2 separate regions of the Sus scrofa genome follow, and region 2 is linked to region 1. Evidence: chromatin contacts called from public HiChIP or PLAC-seq data. All regions are on one chromosome and are shown on one strand. Each heading gives the region's core, a stretch centred on a gene start, on an enhancer-like site or on the middle of the called end of the contact. The rest is flanking DNA. Distances are from core to core; before and after follow the strand shown.

Evidence for each region. HiChIP or PLAC-seq counts read pairs in DNA pulled down with a chosen protein or histone mark.
Region 2: an H3K27ac HiChIP or PLAC-seq map of skeletal muscle shows a contact between it and region 1. The contact joins two enhancer-like sites. A contact is called at or near these places in 1 of 47 Hi-C or Micro-C datasets (embryonic fibroblasts) and 1 of 2 datasets of contacts at active chromatin or transcription factors (skeletal muscle).

What each region holds. Positions count from the first base shown.
Region 1 is chr2:41,293,126-41,300,117 of Sscrofa11.1, forward strand. The region is part of intron 10 of SERGEF (secretion-regulating guanine nucleotide exchange factor); the gene reads left to right. Among named protein-coding and RNA genes, the nearest start is that of KCNC1, 110 kb to the right of the region's middle. Within about 2 kb of position 3,791, at least 7 of the 83 cell types and tissues checked have an H3K27ac peak or open chromatin away from gene starts, as enhancers often do. A contact at or near this core is called in skeletal muscle, where this site is marked.
Region 2 is chr2:41,532,119-41,539,110 of Sscrofa11.1, forward strand. OTOG (otogelin) reads right to left here. Exons shown (of 57, transcript XM_021083273.1): 34 at 3,883-4,161; 35 at 1,594-1,711; 36 at 767-846; 37 at 1-254. Among named protein-coding and RNA genes, the nearest start is that of OTOG, 55 kb to the right of the region's middle. Within about 2 kb of position 3,628, at least 3 of the 83 cell types and tissues checked have an H3K27ac peak or open chromatin away from gene starts, as enhancers often do. A contact at or near this core is called in skeletal muscle, where this site is marked.

The DNA.
Region 1 (6,992 bases), core at 2,541-5,040:
TCTCTATTGGAACTGCTACAGAATGCTGCTTTCCGTGGAAGTCTTTTTCAAACCAAGTCCAGCTACTTCGGCCCCAGAAGGGCAGCCAGATTAGTTATCTTCTGGGGAAAATTTAAATGGTTGTCCTTCCCACAGTGCCTGCTGCACCATAGTAACAACAGACATCCTTGGCCAAGTGCCTGCTGTGCCGAGTCTTCATGACATCGCTATGAGTGGGTATTATTAGCTCCATTTTACAGGGGAGCAGACTTGGAGTTCCCGTTGTGGCGCAGTGGTTAACGAATCTGACTAGGAACCATGAGGTTGCGGGTTTGATCCCTGGCCTCGCTCAGTGGGTTAAGGATCTGGCGTTGCCATGAGCTGTGGTGTAGGTCACAGACACGGCTTGGATCCTGCATTGCTGTGGCTTTGGCATAAGCCGGCGCCTATAGCTCTGATTCCACCCCTTGCCTGGGAAACCATATGCCATGGGTGCGGCCCTAGAAAAGACAAAAAAAAAAAAAAAGGACTGTAGACTTAGACCAAGGTTCACATCATGGCTACACACCGTGTTCCACCAGCCTTGAGTCTCAGTTTCTTTATCAGCAAAGTAGTAATGTATACCTCATTGCTATGAAGACTATGTCAGGTACCACATGCGTGATACCTGACATAGTGCCTAACACATGGTAAGGAAATCCTCCATCAGTGTAACCATGGTGATGATGATCATGGTGATGCTGCTGACAATGCCATGATCTCTTGATCTATAGGAGGTAGCGCATCATAGTACATATTAGAGGGGTGAGGAGAGATAGCCAAAAACCAACAATTCCGAGTAGCCTAAGACAAACTCAGGAGAACTTCAGGGATGATGTTAGAAAGGAACCTGTTGTGATTGGCTGGAATAAACCCGCAAAGAGCTATATTTTATTTATTCATTCGGTGGATTTTTATTGACATGTGTCAGGCCTTGTGCTAAAAGCTGGAGATACAGTGATCATACGACAAACATGATCTCTGCCCTCAAGGAACTTACGGTCTCATGGGGAGTCAAACACTGTTAAAATGATTGCATGGGTCATATGAAATTACAAACTAGAATAAAGGCTGTGAGAGAAAGGGACAGGTTGCTGTGAGAGCACATGACACGGGTCCTGATCTGCTTCAGGTGATCAGGGGTCGTTTTACTGAGGAAGTAACAGCTGAGATTTGAAGGCTCATTAGGAGTTTATTAGGTGAGGGAGTGAGTGAAGTGGAGACACGCTTCCCAAGCATATGGACCAATGTGGCCCCTATGGTAAGAGGCAGCTTAGTGCTTTCAGAGACCTGGGAATGTCAGTATGACTTGAGTACAGAGTGAGGAGCATGTGGGGCAAGAGAAGGGGCTGGAGAGGGAAATCAGGGCCTCATGAAGGAGTTTTTCCTCTTGATTCTAAGAGCATGGGGACCATTGAAAGATTCGAAGGCTGATGTACATTTGTGCTACACATGTGGGGAGCCATATGACCAATTTGGTATTTGTAAGAGATCTTTTTGGCAGTGGTCTTGAGAATGAGTGGGAGGGTATGAGAGTGCCTGTGGGGAAACCAGTTAAGCGGAAACCTTTGCTTTAGTCCCCAAAACAAAGAACTCTGGATTGGGCTGAGATTATCAGAGGTGAGGAGGGAGAAGGGGTTTGAGATATTTAGGAGGTAAATTGGCAGGACTTGATGATGGGTTGTATATAGCTATGCAGAAAGAGAAAGTGTGAGAGGTTTCTGGATATACAAGCGAACTATGGCCCTGCCATTCTAAGCTGAAACAAAGCAACAACAACAACAAAAAGGTAGAAAAAGGAGTTCCCCTTGTGGCTCAGTGGTTAACGAACCCGACTAGTATCCATGAGGATGCTGGTTTGATCCTCGCCTCTCTCTTGGTTTGTCAGGGCTCCCTCGGTTAAGGATCGGTGTTGCCATGAGCTGTGGTGTAGTTTGCAGATGCGGCTCGGATCCCTTGTCGCTGTGGTGTAGGCCAGTGGCTACAGCTCACATTGGACCCTTAGCCTGGGAATCTCCATATGCTGCGGGTGCGGCCCTAAAAAAATAAAAGACCAAAAAAAAAACCAAAAAAAGTAGAGAAAGATACCACCAGATTTGGGTAGAAAGATAGATCTTAATCTGATCTGGAGCACACTGCATTTGTGGTGCCTTTTAGGCATCTCGATGTAGGTGTTCGTGCCCAGGGCTGCCAACAATAGGACACAATGGCCGTGGAATGCCTTTGGACACTCTGACTCAGATCCAGACTCTCTGGGGGTCAGGCTTGTTTAGTCCAGTTGGTCTGAGGGCTCATTTGCTTCTCACCCTTCGTGGTTCTGTTTCCTTACCAGAAAAGGGGTGTTGTGAGAGAATTCAGCCAGAGGGAAGGGTAGGAACAACCTAGGGAGAGAGTCCGCTTCTCCGGGGAAAGCAATTCAGGTATCGATGCATGTTGTTTTAGGTATTTTTCTCCCCACATCTGTGGGTGAGATATTTGTGTCTGATGTGTGTTCATTTCTTTTTTCACTAATTAATTAAAATATCTGCTATTAATAGATATTTACAACATGTCAGGCACAATGCCAAGTCAGAAAGACCTCTGGTTCTTTGGGGAGTGTCATCCCCAGAACCTTTCTGGCATTGCTGTCCTTGTGATCAGACGGAAACCAAGCAGGATGCTGCCCTTTCTCTGAATACTAATTCTCCAGGATGCTGACTGCTGACTTAATCCAGGGGACATGTCCTTGACTTCGGAGACTTGGTTTGTCAGGGCTCCCTCGGCAGCTGAGACTCCCAGGTCTGTCTTGGTTTCCTCTCTTTCACAGAGTCTCCCTAGACAGTGACTGCCTCAGTGCCAGTTCTCCACTTTGAAAGGGATTCGGCTGGGCAGTCTGAGCTCCAACTGGCCACATGTCCCAGTTTGTTGTCTGAGAGCATCTCTTTGTGTCCAGGTGAGGGGTGGGGAGAGAAGTGGCAGCGCAGGCTTTGTGTCCTTATCGGGACTGACGGGCAGGAAGGGGGAGAATGGAGGAGTGACTCATCTCACCCTGGCACCATGTGATAGGATCTGTGAATACCCACGTGGGACAGATACATGCTCTAAGAACATTTGCCTTGTGAAAATCCAAACTCACCAGCCACATGAATTCAGGACAGTGATTACCATCGCGACAGGGAGCATGGTGTCCTTGCAAAAATCCCCTGGTATATTTAACATGCACGTGGTGGGGGGTGGGGGAGACCATGCCAATTTAAGCACCCAGGGGAAGCCGACATTGCCTACGTTAGTGGAACAAAGAACTTGGTACAATTGGAGTGGATGGTGAGGACCTGGGGAGGCCCTCCTGCAGGGGTCACATGACCGTATGTCAGGTGGGATGGTAGACTGAGAATCACATCTCTAAGCTTCTCTCATTCTTGGCTTTGCCTTTCTATCTTGAAAACTAAATGTGCCTTAGGCAAGTCTGCCGAGGACCAAAGTGTCCTTGCAGTTAGAAGGACCTCGGCTAAATCCCGGCTCCCCCTTCTCCTAACTACGTGACCTGGGCGAGTTGCTGTCTGAATTTCCTTCTCCTGGTCTGCAAAACCAGGTCCCCAGTACCTCGCCAAGTTTTGTGTGTGCGAGGGTCAGATGAGTTAAGCCTAGAAGCCAGCACCCCAGGACGTAAGAGCAGGACAAGCTCTGTGGGGCCCCTGATCAGCTGCCTCGGATCAGCAGCCAACTCTAGTGTGTGCACGTGGCCTGGGTGTGTATGCTTTGCTCAGAGAGAACATTCGTCGCTCCCCAGAGCACAAATGCAGGCCGTGTGTCAGCCCACTGGCAGCCTGCAGTGGACTGGGACACACTGTCCTGTTTCTGCCTGAGGAGACACAGGCTCAGCAAGCAGTTAGCCCACCTGGCTTAAGTTTCCCCAGAAAACACGGTCCTCATTACAGAGAAATCCTTTCAGGTTCCGAGGGTGGCACGTTGCTGCAATCTGACCCCTGTAAGAATTCTCGCTATGTCCCCTTCTCACGCCAGCTCTTTCCTAAAGCTGATTTTACGAGGAGCTATTTTCCCAACGGGTTGGATAAACTCCTGAATTGTGTTTCTGATGGCATCTTAGGAGGCCCACACTGTTTTTATTTTCCAGGGGAGCATTAACAAGATATGCACTAGCCTTTGGACGGAGCTAGCACAGTCACTGTCAACTCAAGGCCATTTGCTGCCTGTGGAATCCTTGGTGCCTCAGGCATGGCTCTGGCTTCATAGGTCACCATCTACCACACTCGAATCTTGCCAGCCTGAAGATACTTGCCCCCGTTCAGGGCGCCCGTGACAGTCATCCCAGTTTCCATCTGCACACACAATGCACATTTCTGTTCACTGGTGATTTTCTCCTCCAGCATCCCTGCAGGCTCTGTAGAGTGGAGTTCTTGGCCCCTTTATTCAGATTCAAAGAACAAGGTGCAGTAATGTATCCAAGCTAATTATTGGCAGAGCTGTTTTTCAAGTCCTGGTCTTCTAAGGGGCAGCCTGACTGAATGAAAGCGCCCTCAAGCATGCACGTCTCACCTCTGATACTCATCTGCTCTGTGACGTCATACACGCCACCAGTCGTTAGTATTATAGATGGTTATCCACATTAGTGATGACAGTAAAGTTGCGAAAGCATCCAGCATGGTGAAAGGTGCTCTGCACCATACATCCTTGCAGTGTCACACTAGATGTGGGGAATGGGTTTTATTGTCATCCCTTTTACAGATAAGCATCCTAATATTCACAGAGCTAGCATAACTTGTCTGAGCCTCTGTATCAAATGAAGATCTTGCGACCTCCCTGGGAGGGTGCTTACAACACTGCATGCATGTATGTAAACTGAATAGCACAGAGTCTGTGGTGGACCAGGTGCTCAGTCAATGTTTCTTTCCTTCCTCTAGTTCCCCCTCTGACTTCTCATCCAGTGTTCTTCCCACCCCCTCCCATTTAATCCATTTAGAAGCTGAGGTCATGCTGAAGTCCTCTCCGTAGCGTTCTCTCTCAGGCCCCACCCCCCTACCCCCACACCCAGAGGCCACTTCAAGTGTCTGATCTGAGCTGTCGGTCTGATGCCGCCTCTTTAGTCTTCTGCCAGTTCAGGAAACACCATCCTTTCCTGGCAGGCTGCGCCACACCTCTGACATTTGCCCTGGGGCTGTGTCCTGGAACGCTAAAGCCTGCCCTGGCCTCTCCAGCCACAGGGCTCTCCCCTTTCCTGACTTTCTCTAAGGCCAATACAGGTTGTTTTCCTTACTTTGGCATCTTGCCTGAATCCTTCATGTTGTTATGTTGTCTTTCACCTACGCTAGTGACCTAGAACCCAGGTCTCCTGACTTCCAAGCACCACGTCCTACAGCTTATTACTTAATGTTTAAGAAGCATAACCCTGTCTTTGGGATCCTCAGAAATGTATTTATTTGGATCTCAATAAATGTGTTTTTATTTAGCACCTGCCCTCAGCCAAGCCCTGTGTTAGACTCTGGTGTGGCAGGGAAGGAGGCAGGCAGGTCTGTCCTTTCTGGAGCTTTTGTGGAGCACACATTCTAGGATCAGAGGTAGCGAATAAAAAGGTAAAGTAAATTGGTAAAGTGATTGTAGATTTTAGGTGCCATAAAAGAAATAGGGCTGGGGGATAGAGAGTGCTCAGAGGTGTTTTGTGCACTTTGGGTAGGAAGGTCGGGGAAGGATTCCTTGAGGGGGCGACATTTTGAGCTGAGATCTCAAAGGCAGAGCTGGGGCAGGGGCCTTCCAGGATGAAGGAGCAGTGCACCAGAGTGGGAAGTGGCAAAGACAGAGGCAGGAGCTGGTGACTGTTGGGCCCTGGAGGCCACAGAGTGTTTGCATTTTTTCTAGAATCAGTAGGAAGCCACTGAAGGCCTCTAAGCAGAGGAGTGTCAGGATCTGAAAGAAAACTAAGGGGGGCTAAGTGGAGAATGGATTGGACACTGGGAACAGGGAAGCAGAGATACCAGTTAGGAGGCTGTTATAATAGCCCAGGAGAGTTGACCATGGCCTGAACTGGTTATGACAGTGGAGACAGATACACATTAGTTTGTGCTTGTGTTGAAGTTAGGACAGTGAGGCTTGGTGAAGGATTGAATGAAATGGTCCATTCTGCTCAATCTATTCAGTACCCAGTTAGTGTAAATCAAAGTGATACGGAGCGTCAGTTCCTAAACTGGGGTCCAGGGGGCAACAGACATCTGGCAGTGGTTATGCTAGAGAGGTGACACACCTGATCGGATGGCCAGATGTACCTCTGCAGGTTTGCAAGGCCATCGTAGAGGCTAATTCTTACATCTCTGAAAGACAGCTTGGAGAAGTGAAAAGGGGAGATTTCCAAAGAATTCTTTCATGCAGCAGTACAATAGCAAGTGCCTTATCTGTGGCTGGTATTCCGCTGGTGGTGAATAAGATGGGACTCTGCTCTTTAGGACCTCCCTTCTCTGGGGGGACCTAGAAATGCAAAAAGACAAATCTCGGTAAATCAGGATAATGGCAAAGGGACAAATAAGGGGATGTGGGAACATGAAGGAGAGAGCTTTTCACAGGGAAAGTAAGAGAAATCAGGTATCAAAAGGGAGTAAGGAGAAAGAGCGTTCGAAAAGGGAATAGCATTTGCAAAGGCCAGAATCCTGAAAGAGAGAGGTTCATTTAAGACACAGAACACAGCTGAGTGTGGCTGGGCTTTAGAGTGTGTGGTGGGGTGGTGTGGGCTGCTGTGTAGGTCACTGACTACACTGCAAAGTGCCATGTGTGCCATATTGAGTGTATTGGACTTAATCCTTTAGACATCCGAGAACCGATGGAGGTCTTCAAACCAGGGTCTCAAGGCTGGAAAGCAAATAGCTGCCCCATAGATGGCCAGTCAATAAAATCCCCATTTCCTACCATGTTTGGATGCAGCCGCAGAAACGTTCTCAACACAGCTCTCCAGGCAGTCACTTCCAGGCAAGCAGAATTGGCAGGGGAGG
Region 2 (6,992 bases), core at 2,378-4,877, 240 kb after region 1:
GACCACCAGTGGCTGCTGGAGAGTGGCCTGGGTGGGACCTGGAGGGAGCGTTGGCCCCTCGGTGGCTGCCGTGGGTGGGTTCAGGGCCGTAGTGACAGGGGCAGCTGGTGTGAATGCTGGCCTGTGGGGTGTGGCCCCAGGAACTTCTTGGGGAAGCTGCAGCTCCTCGTCACCAGGGGTGGGCAGCTCTTGACTGGACGGCAGGGTCTCATTGCTCAGGGCCTCTGTGGGAACCCAAACTGCAGGCTCCACACCTGCGTAGACAAGAGAAGAGATGCAGACAATGGGGCAAATGCTTCCCAGGGGGTCCACGCTGGGCAGGGCTGAGATGTGGGGCTCCCAAGCTGGTACCCTTGGTGAGGGCTATAGGCAGCTTCTGATGGCCAGTCAGACTACCTGATGACCCAGAGACCTCTGTCACATGGTGATGGGTGACTCAGAGAAGTCAGTAGGTCTGGGCCTGGCCGCATACCTCAGACCTGAGCCCAGAGCCAGGAGCCCTCACGTCTACGTCTGACTGAACACATTCTCGACACTCAACCCCAAGCCAGTCCCTTCCCCATGTGAACCTCATTTTTTCTCTCCATGAAATGGGAGGGAATGGACCAGATGAGGTCCCTGACTGATCTATAATGTTCTTCCAGAGGCCTCTATGCTGACCCTGCTTCTCCCGGGACCTGGGGGGCTCTGGTGGGCGTGATCGGTGAGTGAGACCTGAGGGATTTACAGGACATCTGAGGAGGGCTGAGAAGTCCAGGCCACTCACAGTCCTCCAAGTAGACGCATCTCTGCGTGACTTCATCCAGGACCCTGGGGGTGGGGCATGCAGGCACACAGCCTTCTATCCTGAGGACAGAGCAGGGTGCCAGTGAGTGGTCTGGGGCATGGGGAGGGCCCCCTCCTGTCACCTGGATGGAGCACAGGGCTCATACTTTCTCACGACACACAAGTGTGTGCTTATCATGCACACACTCACAAGAACTTCCATGGAGACTTGGTGCACAGGAGCACACATACGCAAACATTCATGCGGCACACTCCTGCCGCTCAGACCAAGAGGGAGACATGGGTGAGGTCTGGCTATGAGCACCCGCGTGCACATGCTTGCACATGCGCACATGTGTCTCCATTTAGGCACATTCTCATGTTCCTCCTCCACGCCTGCAGGGCTCAAAAACATTCTCACAGATACACACACATCCCCACAGCCTGTCGAAACATCAGTATTCACACCCTCACGTGCACACACCCAGCTGCACCAACACCCAAATACATGCAGCTCACACAGATGTACATTCACACAGCTGTGAACAGCTGTGCACCCACAGCCACCCTTGTACACCCACATGAACACACACAGGGCTCAGCTCTATGCACATGCGCGCAAACTGATATTCACATAGCAGGGAGGTTCATCCGGGTTCACACGCATCCCCGTACACAGTACATGAAACATGCGCACACAAGTACATGCGAATGCACACACACCTCAGTACCTGCTCATGTCAAAACCCAGACTATGTCCAAACCCGTTCACACAGGTGTATGCTCAAACACACTGATGTCCCACACCGTGACTCCATGCCACCTCACCTGGGAACATCCCGGCAGCTGGCTGCCCATGGGTCCCGGCAGGTTCGGAAGCAGGGGCTGGCACAGGCATCATAGTGCCACTCGCAGGGGGGGTAGGCAGCCCCCGAGGGCTTGGCATCTGGAAAGGTGACCCAACCCAGGGTCTTGAGACTGAGTGAGACTGGGCACCAGCTCCTGATCAGAGCAGAGAGCTCATCCCAACTCAGCCCATGCCCGCCTGGCTCCATGAAAAGATAAATAGACTCATGCAGGAAGAGTGAAGACAAATAATACAATAAATAAGAGGAAAGGAAAGGGAAGAAAAAAGAAAAGAAAGGAAAAGAAAAGAAGAGAAGAGAAAAGAAAAGCCAACTTAAGGGGAAACCGTATTCCTGAAAGTTGAGGTTGGGGTCTGGGGATCCTTGGGATGGGACGCTGGGAACTTGGTGTAGAGGCTGAGGACCAGGATGGGGGAAGGACTATGGAGTGGGCAGTTGGAGTCGGGCTTCAAGAGGTGGCCAAAGAAAAGGCTGGGACCCTGATCTTTCCATAAGGCTGCCCAGTGGCCCTGTTCCTCTGGGAGCATAGTGGCCAGGCTCGCCCTCTGATAATAACAATAACAGCCAACTCTTAAGATCAAGCACTACACTGAACACTTCACAGGTATTTACAGAAGTGGCTGGGTATATTAAACTTTCCCAGAGGAGAGTTCCTCAAAAAAGGCCTTGTGGCCAGTACCTTGACAAATGAAGGATCTTAAGGGAAAGTCTGGAGACTACTGTGGGCTTCAAGGCAGACAAGACTCCAGACCATGCTGGCACAAGTAACCAGTCTCTGAAACCATGGCCTGAGCTGGGAGGTGTGGGCAGGCTCCTGCTGGGGGAGCAGCCCTACCCAGGCAGTCCCATCCTGGCTCCCCAGGCCCCACACTACTGCTGAGTATGAAGAAGTCTAATTTTTTCTTTTCTTTTCTTCTTCTTCTTCTTTTTTTTTTTTTTTTTTTATCTTTTTAGGGCTGAACTCATGGCATATGGAGGTTCCCAGGCTAGAGGTCAAATAGGAGCTGTATCAGTCAACCTACACCACAGCCACAGCAATGCTGGATACTTAACCCACTGAGCAAGGCCAGGGATCGAACCTGCATCCTCATGGATACTAGTCAGATTCATTTCTGCTGAGCCACGACGGGAACTCTGAAATATACTTTTCCTTGAGACCAGAACTAGGAACATCGGGGGAGGACCTACTATAAGCCAGGTCCAGAGCAAAGCCTGAGAGATATAGTCAATTCTCAAAACAACATTCCCAGGCAAATATCCCCGTTGTTCAGGTGAAGAAACGGAAGGGTGGGTGGGGGTGGGGGACGGGGCTCCTCCAAGTACCAAGGACCAGGGTCAGGATTCAAGAACAGGGCTGTCTGGCTTCAAAACCTGTGCTCATTCCACTCTACCCTGGTACCCCCAACAAGGGACACAACTCTGGCCATCAGAGCCAGCGATGAATCTGTGCTGGGTGGGGTTCACTGAGGGACTTGTGGGACAACCACTGAATGTAAAAATGAGCTGGCCCAGCCCTGGGCTGGGGGTGGGAGGGATGACAAATGACAGGCTGGCAGGGACACGTTTGCACATGTGTGCATGTAAATGGAGCCACCCATACAGCACGGGTGTCCTCACATACATGTGCATGTGCAGACAGACAGGCCAATCTGGAGTAGTAAGGAAACCGTGATCGCTGTCTGCCGGGTTTAGGCAGAGAACAACGACTTCTAGGGCAGACCCACCTGCCAGGGAGCTGGCAAAGCCCTAGAACCTGCTGGTCTTGGCTGGTAAGGGCACGAAGCTGCCCCATCACCGCCCAGGCTCCTAGGCCTCCCATGGGGAACAAGGGGGCTTCGGCTCCTCAGCCTGTGCCCCAGGGAGCGGTCCTTGACTCGCAGGGCAGGCATGTGCCCCCATCAGCAAGAAACCTGAGCCAGCGGGCTACGCAGGCTGTGGCCACGATGATCGCTTTTCTCCTCGCTTCTACAAAGGCCGTCCTATTTTTAGACCGTGTAAATGGCCTGTGGGAGTAGGCAGGACCCAGGAAGCTGGCTGGGCCCCAAGCCACACTGCCCAAGGCTCCTTAGGCCACCAACACAGAGGCCAGACCACCTGCCATCTTGGAGGGGGCACCCATATGACCTTCCTGTGCCAGGCAAATGAGGGATCCTGTCTCTTGGGGGCAATCGGAAGGGTGACGTGAGGGTGAGGAGTGGGGGAGAGTTGTGAGGGGCCGAGGAGGCTGGGGTGAGGCAGGGGAGACACCTACCCAGAAGGCGGAAGAGCGTGCCCCGGCGGAAGGCCTCCGTGCGCTTGTACAGCCGCAGGGCCAGCACCGGGCCTGACACATAAAGGAAGGCCCCGGGCTCCGCCAGGGACTCCAGGGCCACCAGGCCCGCCCGCCACGTCCCCCGGTGCAGCGCAAAGGAGGCCTGGTGGTGGAAGGCATCGCTGGCCTGCCACTTAGCCAGCTGCACAGACCCGTTGGCCGTGGCGTGGAGGAAGAAGTTGGGTCTGTCCGCTGCCTCCAAAGACACCACATCTGGGTCTGCAAAGAGCCAGGGGGTCAGGTCAGCAGAGAGGGGTCCAGATGCAGGGAGGTGCCAGATACCCAGGTGCTTTCTGCCATCTTAGTGACATCTCGGAGCCTGCCCCGCCTCTCCTCAGCCCACCCCCCTCTGCCCGCTGGACCCCCTCAGCACACCCTGCCTCCACCCAGAGGGAAGGAAGGTGGAGGCTAAAGCCCCAACTGCCCAGCCTTGGGGAGGTGACCGGATTGTCCCCTCCTTCCTCCTCCCTCTCCTCCTGTCTTCCTTTCTCTTTCCTTCTCTCCGCTTTCCCTCTGTCCTCCCTCTTTCCTGCAAACTTCTCTGCAGCCCCTCCATGTACAGGCGCTATTCTTGGGATACAGCAGTGAGGAGGACAGATGGAACCGGCCGTCCAGGTAGAGTTACCGTCGATGGGACAGACTACAACAGGCTCGGGTTTGCTGATTTGCCAGGTTTCAGTTTTCTTGGTCCCGCTCCTCACGGGATCCCAGAGGGTCAGAGCTGGTGGACCAGGGACACTGAGCCCAACCCAGGGAAGGGAAAAGTGCCCCTGAGATGGGAAGGGGCTTGCCCGGAGGCCCAGGGCTGGGTTCCACTGTCCTCCCTCTCGGCTCCACCGCGGCTTATTTCTAGAGAGTGGAGTTCTCTGCTGGGTGGATCCCCCCCACACCTCCCAACCCACAGGCCCTGCAGGGTCAGTTCCTGAATCCACGGGCAGGTGTGGTGCAGTCCCTGCCCAGCATGCTGGCTGTGTTGTGGGCAAGGGAATGAATGCCTCTAGGCTGTGAGGGAAGGACAGTGTGTGAAAACCCAGCACAGGGTCTGGTGGGCGCCTCCCCTCCCCCAGGGCCCCAGGAGGAACTGCGTAGACCTCCCCGGGCAGCTGTGAGAATCTATAAGGTAACAAGGGGAAGAATTCATTATTAATGTGAACAACTGTTTGTTTGTTTGTCTGTGTGTGGGCCATACCCACAGCATATGGAGGTTCCCAGGCTAGGGGTCCAATCAGAACTATAGCTGCCGGCCTCCACCACAGCCACAGCAACGTGGGATCCTTAACCCACTGAACAAGGTCAGGGATCGAACCTGCAACCTCATGGTTCCTAGTTGGATTCGTTTCTGCTGCACCACGACGGGAACTCTGAACAACAACTGCTCTTGTTCAAGAACTTATTCTGTGCCAGGACAATGCCAAACGAGCCCTCTACCTGCTGGTTTTATTAAATCCTAAGAGAGGCCTGTGAGGTGGTGGACTCATTCATTCAGCAGCTAATATTACTGAGGGCCCACCATGTGCCAGGCATTGTTCTTGGCACTGGGGACACAATAGGGAACAAAAGGACAAAAACCCTGTCCTTGAGGAGCTTACATTCAAGTGGCGGGGGTGGGGACAGTAAATATAATGAACAAGCAAAGTCTATAAGAAGTTAGACGGTGATGACACTGTTGGCCCCACTTTACAGATGAGGGGAGTGAGGCCTAGAGTCACACCGATGGGGGACGAGGGAGGCAGGACTGGAGTCCAGGCTCTTAACTATGGCAAGTCAGCCCCAGGGATGGGATCCAGGAGCATGGGGCAGCCAGAGGAGTACAGCACTGAGTGCCTTGCTGTGTGACCTCAGGGAAGTCACTTCCCCTCTCTGAGTCTCAGCTTCCTCCTTTGTAAAGACTGAGGTGGATCCAGATCGAGGTTCTCAGTCATTTGTCCGAAAGTCCTAACAGGGGAGAGGCTGAGAGACAGACCTTGAGGTACAGTCGTCCCTTGGGACCCCGTGTGGACACCAGGACCCACAGATGCTCAACTCCTTTACATAAAATAGGGATTCACATCCATGGGTTTCACATCTGAAATTCTACCTGTGGTGGGTTCGCAGATGTGGAACTGCAAATACAGAAGACAGTCTGTACAAAGCCTTGTGTTTTACCTTAAACACTCAAGTGATTTTTCACCTTCCATTCTCTAGAGTTTTATTTCTGTTTTAATCTCTTTGTTCAAGATACAGCCTGGAACAGTGGTTTAAAGGGCTGGAGCCAAAATGGCTGGCTGCTGTCACTAGCAAGTGATGTGCCCTTGGGTAAGCTGTCTAACCTCTCTGGGCCTCAGGTCTCACATCTGTAAACTGGGGAAATAACAGCACCTACCTCCTAAGGCTGTTGTGAGGATTAAATGAGCCATTATATAGGAAGCACTTAGAATAGTGCGGGCGTATGGTAGGTGCTACAGAAGAGTGAGAGATTGTTATTGATAAATTAACAACTTCCACCCCATTCATACTCCAGGGAGATGTGCCAGGTTGTGGCTTGTACATCCTCTAGGACATCAAGACCCCAAGAATATAAGCAATGAGATCCTGCTGTATAGCGCAGGGAGCTGTATCTAGTCACGATGGAACATGACAGAGGATAATGTGAGAAAAAGAACGTATACAGATATGTATGACTGCGTCACTTTGCTGTACAGCAGAAATTGACAGGACAACATAAACCAACTATATGTATATATATAAAACCCCCAGAGCAATCAGCTCAGGCCTGAACAACTTCTGAAGCCTCCTCTCTGTGACATTTTCTGCTCTCCACATCTTCCTATCACAGTCTTTTGCATCCTTCAAGGCTGAATTCAAGGGACACCTCTTCCATGTAGCCCCCCCAGATCTCACCTGGAAGGTGCATTCTCTTCTACTGTCCAGTACTCTGGGCACAGCACAGGGAAGGAGCACAGGATGGGGTGGGGGGTGGGGCCTGGGGCCTCACTGGGCCCTGCTCTCAGCTGCCCAGGAGCCCCAGGTCCCACCGAGATGGAGGCTGGCCTTCACAGCCCCAGGGCATC